2 separate regions of the Mus musculus genome follow, and region 1 is linked to region 2. The links are chromatin contacts, called in public promoter capture Hi-C maps. All regions are on one chromosome and are shown on one strand. The core of a region is the stretch at or near the end of the contact, and the rest is flanking DNA. Distances in the headings are between cores, read along the strand shown.

What was found. Capture Hi-C pulls out chosen DNA fragments and counts their contacts.
Region 1: a contact with region 2 is called in a promoter capture Hi-C map of pancreatic islet. The contact joins the promoter of Stat5a here to the promoter of Kcnh4 in region 2. A contact is called at or near these places in 22 of 39 promoter capture datasets (the 3T3-L1 cell line, 3T3-L1-derived adipocytes, the C10 cell line and 16 more), 4 of 15 datasets of contacts at CTCF or cohesin (CD8 T cells, the NIH/3T3 cell line, large pre-B cells and 1 more), 28 of 484 Hi-C or Micro-C datasets (B cells, the C2C12 cell line, CD4 T cells and 20 more), 20 of 115 datasets of contacts at active chromatin or transcription factors (the 230-238 cell line, CD8 T cells, the HPC-7 cell line and 14 more) and 4 of 9 other capture datasets (adipose tissue, liver, macrophages and 1 more).

Annotation. Positions count from the first base shown.
Region 1 is chr11:100,857,676-100,860,999 of GRCm38.p6, reverse strand. It overlaps Stat5a (signal transducer and activator of transcription 5A), which reads right to left and starts at 1,649. Exons shown (of 20, transcript NM_011488.3): 1 at 1,420-1,649; 2 at 424-516. It also overlaps a transcript of Stat5b not described here.
Region 2 is chr11:100,758,341-100,761,384 of GRCm38.p6, reverse strand. It overlaps Kcnh4 (potassium voltage-gated channel, subfamily H (eag-related), member 4), which reads left to right and starts at 1,607. Exons shown (of 17, transcript NM_001081194.2): 1 at 1,607-1,855. The coding sequence starts at 1,780.

The DNA.
Region 1 (3,324 bases), core at 400-2,899, 100 kb before region 2:
TTGCCACCCAGCCTAAGACCCACACTCAATTTCTTGGAAGGGAGACTGTTCCAACCTAAAAGTTAGGCCAATGCTGGGACAGCCACTGGAGGTGCAGGTCTCCCCAGGCACGTGTCTGGGGCTGTCAGGGAGAGAAGACTAAGGGTCCACGCTGTCTTCGGGGAAGCCCTGGGCTGCACTCCAGAATCTACCCGCTCCGAGTGGAGTGTGATAATGTCAGTGTCCACTGCGTGAGTCCACCCCTGGCTGCCGCCTGCACGGATCCCTTGTCCCTGCTCCCTCTGAAGCTCCCATTCGAAGGCGGGACAGATGTCTGTCCCGTGTCAGGCCGTGGGGACTCCAGGGTGCTAGATCCCAGGGACGTGGCTGCAGCCTAGATCCTCTGTCCACGCGCCGCGGGCGGAGTCACGGCGACCCACCCACCTGGTGCTGCGGAGCGCCTGCGGCTGTCGCTCCAGGCCGGGGCTTCTGACGGCTCCTGACGGCTCTTGACGGCGGCGGCGGTGGAGGCTGTTACTACAGGAAGGAGCAGAGAGCAGCGATTTCCTCCTCAAAGGTCAGCTGCCTCCGATAGACCAAACACAGCGCGCGAGCTCGCCCCAGCACCCCTCCCAGCAGCGGTCGCTCCCTCCTTGCCTCCGCCCTCGATTACCGGCGCCCCGGCGAGTGCGCCAGGGCGCCCCGCTTACAAGACCGACCACTAGGCTGGGCGGCGCTGGGCTGAGGACAGCCCCTACAGCGGGGTGCCCCCTCCCTACACACACACTGGGACTCCCGGTCTGTGCTCCCCTGCGGCTCCGGGGGTGGGTGGGTGGGGAATGAGGGAGGAGCGTCCTGGGACAGCTGAACTGGAGCAGCCAGAGGGTGCCGGGAAGTCCCAAACTCTGAAAATCCCTAACTAGGGCCTCAGTTTTATCATCTGTTAAAAATAAATAAATAAAATAAAAGAGGGGGAGGAAGAAAAGAAAAAAAAATCTACCTAGAGATGGCTCCTACCTCTGGAGTCAACTAGTCTGTCTCTAGATTTACAAAGTTTTGTGTGTGTGTGTGTGTGTGTGTACACGCGCATGTTCAGGTAAGGGTGCATGTGGCTTCTATGCCTGCAGAGTCAAAACTTTAGAAGGACTGGCGATCCCAGAGAAGCCAAGCCTACTTCTAAGGTCTCCCACCTAGCATGACTTCCACCACATGACCTTCCCCCTTAAAGCCGAGCAAGAAAGACCTTGGTAATCATAGGTTTCAACCCCCCACACCCCCTTCTGACCTTTGCAGGTAAGAAACGTCAATCCAGAGAAGAGAAGGGGCCTGCCCAGGACCTCACTGTGGTCACATCACAGTCTCATCATCAGACTGTGACCCACAAACCACTCGGGAGTCCATCCAGTGACCTAGAAGGGTCACACCTGAAGCTGGTCCTACCTTCTAAACAGGCGCAGGAAGGGGTAGCCGGCACTTTCTAACTTCACATCTGCCTGCAGACTTTGCCGGGCAGCAGACCTGCTCCCTGGAGCTTTGCCTGGATCATAGTCCCCATCCCGAAGAGTTCCCCTCAAGGCCCAGGGGTTGGACAAGGCCAGGCTGGAAGTCTGCCATCCCCTTTGCCCAGCTTCCCTCTCCTCTGGGCCTCCTCTCTGCCTGGAAGTTGGCATGGGCAGTACCAAAGGAGGGGCCAGCCTGGCTGCCTACTCGAATACCATCCGGGCCAAGACCCAGTGGCCTGGAGGGATCATTTTAATTGGCTTCCTCTCTTACTAATTTCTTCTTGTATCTTTTCTTTCCATTCCGAGTTCCTGATCCTTCTTTCTGGTCTTTGGACCTCCTCTTTTACTCTTTTTTTTTTTTTTTTCAACTTTAGAGGTGGGGAAAACCTGAACCTTTTCTGCAGAAGTTGAAATGTCTGGGCTGTCCCCGCCCTCTGTGTGTGGTCACAGTGACTTTACTTGGCAGGATCACGAGGAAAGGAATTGAAAACAGGGGGGGGGGGGGTTTGCAAGGAGGATCAGAGGATGGGAGAGACCTTGCTCTTCAGATGCTCTGCCAGGACCAGGTAGGGTAAGGGGCTCAGGAGGAGTAGGCATAAGCCTTTTCCCGTCTTTCCCCTCTACTCTGTACAATGGATTGACCGGGAGCCAGTTAGACCCTCCGCTCCAGATGAACATCAACATGCAAAGCTGCCAGTGGCCTTAAAGGTGACTTTACCAATGGGAACAATAAAAGGCCAGATAGGGGAAGTGACTTGACCAGACTCTTGGAGCCAGTGTGACAGATCCAAGCCCATTGCCTCATGGTAGGTGGACCCCACTTGGCACCTGTGTCCCCCAGTCTTTCACAGTGGACGTGACAGTAGATTCATTAGGTTTCCTAAGTTCTCTGAGCTACATCTGTAGGCAGAGGACCACGCTGGTCATGCCCTCCATCTGGACACCTGAGAGTGGGTGTGGTACAAGAACTGCCCACCCACTTCCAGGCATTGACTTCTCCAGACCCCTCCCCCAGGACCCACAGAAGTCTGGGGCTCCCACATCTGGCTGGGCTGGGCTGGGCTTGCTGGGAAGGTGGTTAGGCCTGCTTACTCAAAAGCTAGCGGGGAGGTGCCACCCAGCAGAAGTGTAGGAGAGTCTGCAGAACCCACTCATGTCCCCAGACCTTACCAGGACCCAAAGGTAGCTGGCTCCCTGCCTTGCTTCTGGCTCTCTCCTCATTGGGCCGTTTTGAGGTTCCTAATCCTTGTATCTTTAAACATCATTTTCTTGTTTCTTATCACTATTGTGTGTGCATATGCTGTGGCCCTCCTGTGGAGGGAACAACAACCATGGAATAATGTCTCTCTGTCAACCGTGCTTGCCAAACTTGCTTGGCAAGCGCCTTTACCCACTGAGACGTTTTGCCAGTTCATCTGGTTGCATCTTCCACTGCTCCATTCTACCTTTTTCTATGCCTCTGCTATCTCGAAGATACTCACTGGGCAGGTGGGGTGTGGGGCAATTTTACAGCTTTCCCAAGATGGGCGCTGAGGAAGGAGGCTGTTGAGTTAGGTTGGTGACAGAGGTGTCTGTGGTTCTGACTCCAGATAATACAGTTACCCGGAAGTGTCACATTTGGGTTTTGGTAGTTGTTGTTGTGGTTGTTGTTTATTTGGGGTTTTTTGGGGGGGGGGTTGTTGTTTGTTTGTTTTTTGCTTTCAGTCCTTTGGTTTGGTCTCTGTTATTTCTCACCACAAAGCATCCTGGTGGTTTTAGGGGATCAAGCTCTAAGGGAGAAAACTGAATTCGGAGGGAAAGGAGTTAAGAAGATCAGAAATACCTGGTACCTGTGTAGACCTGG
Region 2 (3,044 bases), core at 358-2,857:
CTCTATTTCCCCGGTGGTGTTGATACTGCAAGTGTGCTCCACCACGCCTCCTTTATGCAAATGCTGGAGGACTGATCCCGGAGCTTCATATATATTAATTAAGCAATCACTCTATCGACTGCTACATCCTCAGCCCCCACTGTTTTATAATAGGGACCTACACAGAGAGGTCCAATACAAGGGCACAGAGTCCACCTGGCAAGGGCTGGATGTAAGGCTGCAGAAGAAGCAAGGCATCTGAGCTTTCATGAGGAGCCTCCCAGAGCATCCATAGTGTGGTCCACTGTACCGTGGTGTGTGAGCAATGCCACACTGGGAAGGAGGTGGGTAAGTTTGTGCAGCCATTGCATAGGAGCAGCAGATGTTACACCTTGTTGTATAGAATGAGAAGTCTGGGGATGGTTTTAAGCAGAGAATGGGCAAAGATTTGTCTCCTGCTCCAGCCAAAGGTGCCTATTGCAGGTTGAAGTGTGCTTCCCCCAAATTCACACGCTGCAATATTAACCCACTCCACCCCACCCCCAGCATTTAGAAAGTGACCTTGCCAATGTTGTCAGCTAAAATGAGACAGGAGCAGAGTATGGTAGACCTGTAATCCAGTATAAGTAGTGTTCTTAAAAAACAACAACAACAACGGGGTGGGGGTGGGGGGATTAGGGTACACAGGGGATTAGGAGAAACAGGAAGAACTCACGTGAACATGGAAATAAAGACCAGGGCAATGTACCCACTAGCTAAGAAATGCCACAGGTCACCAGCCAAGGGAGAAGCTAGGGGAGAGTATGGAAGAAAGAGACTCTTCTTCACAGCCTTCAGAGGAATCCAGCCCTGAGTTGACCTTGAACTCAGATTTCCAGATCCCAAAATCGTTTAAGCCAACATTCGGTGTCCCGTTGCTGTAGCAGTCCTACAACAGTAATGTAAAATCCTAAAGTAGAGACAGCAGGGCCAGCAAGATGGTTCAGTGGACAAAGATCTTGCTGTCAAGACTGAAGAACTGAGTTCCATCCTAGGGACCCACAAAGTGAGAGAACCGACTTCAGAAAGTTGGCCTCTGACCTCCATATCTGCACTACTGGAACAGAAATGTACACACACACACAAATGCAAAAATATATAAATGAAACAACCTTTTAAAAGAAAGAAAGAAAGAAAGAAAGAAAGAAAGAAAGAAAGGAAGGAAGGAAGGAAGGAAGGAAGGAAGGAAGGAAGGAAGAAAGAAAAATATCCCAATTCCAGCAGGAGGCACTGTCAACCAGACACCAGTCGCAGCGTGGGCCGCGCGGGGAAACCCGTGGGGTGGAGCTACTGGAGCAGCCAGGGAACCACGCGTAGGGGCGTGATCACCCTGAAAGAAGGGCGTGGCTACCGTTCCAGTCCCACTTCATCACCTCAAGCCTGGATGGTGGGCGTGTCTCCGAGTCTCTCCCCAAGAGACACGCGTGGGCCGCTCCCCTCTGGGAGGAGGGCCACAGAGGAGGGCTTCGGGTGTCTCTGGCGGCCCCTCCCGGTGCGGAGCCACGTGGTGGGCGCGGGCCGAGCCCTCCGGGGAAAACCTGACCCGTGGGGAGGTGGGGCGGGGTGGGGGTGGCGGCTCTCGAAGTGCTGCGGAGCAGAGCTTAGAACTAACAGGTTCAGAGCACACAGGCAGCGGCGGCGAGAGGAGGGGAGGAGGCAGGCCGGCGCATGGGGCGCCCCGGCCCCGCCGGTAGCGCGCCCCCTCCGGCCAGGCCGCGCTGAACGCAGCCCGCGCAACGCCTCGAATCCGTACCCGGGGCCATGCCGGTCATGAAGGGGTTGCTGGCCCCGCAAAACACCTTTCTGGACACCATCGCCACCCGCTTTGACGGCACGCGTGAGTTGGGCCGGCTGGGTCAAGTCTCCTTGGGACAGGGTGGGTATCTGGATGTGGTGAGATCAGAGGAGAGAGAATGGAGTGCTGGATCTCCTAAAACCGTGGCAAAGAAACGGGGTGCAGAACCCTTGAGAGTGGAGATCAAGACATGAAGCGCCGAGGGTGGAGGGGAAGGTTAGGGGGTGTGACTCAAGGCAAAAGCGGCTCTTTGTGCCACAAGACGGAGGAGGGGCCTTGGGAGCCACCCACACCAGGGCAGAGCTGAGCTGGGAGTGTGTATAGAGGTATCTGTGGTGTGGAGATGGGACAAAGTGCTCTGGTGACTGCAGCTGCCTCTGCCCCAGAAAAGAGAGAGAACAGACTTCGGCAAGACCTAACCGCATTAAGGTCACGCGCCCCCAAATCATGAGATATCTTTGTGTGAGGTGGGCGAGGCAAAGCGGGGGCAAGTACTTGAGAACGAGAAAACTCCCTGCTAGCCCACCTGAGCTGGGTTCCGAAGTTCAGCACCCTGGACAGCCGCACAGCTCCTTCCCCGCCTCTTCTCCCGCCATTCCCAACTCTGGAACCCCTAGGTCTTCCTTTGTCCCTTTTCGAAACCCTGGCCGGCATTAGGAGGGTGGGGGAGCGGTAGCCGAGGGCGGAAACCGAGCCTCCAGGGCCCTACCCCCCCCCCCAACCTCTCTTGTTTCCATAGCGCCAATCACCGAGGCAACGGGCCCTGGGATGGAAGAAGTAGGCTGTGCCCAGGACCCAGTGCTTCCTAGGAACCCTCAGTGTCCCGATCAGACACCCCATCCCCTGACAGTACCCTCTCCTAGGGTCCTTGGACTGTTTGTGCCTCCTACCTCATCAACTAAACCTATCTCTGCGTGTCCCTCCACCCCCAAACCTCTAATCCACTGAAACTAGAGGGAGCCAACTCAGGTTCTGGTGCTGGGGTGGCTGCAGCTCACACCTCAATGTCTTCTCCAGTTTGACTTTGCGCATAAGGAACAGATCCTTTGAAACTCCTTAAAAAAAAAATATATATATATATATATATATATATATCAAAAAGTCGGCATTTCCTGGAAGGCAAGAAAGAGGGATGTGTCTTCCACAGTCTTTCCCTTACTTTAAGCACATTTATGAGTTTGGAAATTTTTCTGCCTTTTGGTTTAACAATAAGAGAGTGTGACATCATCAG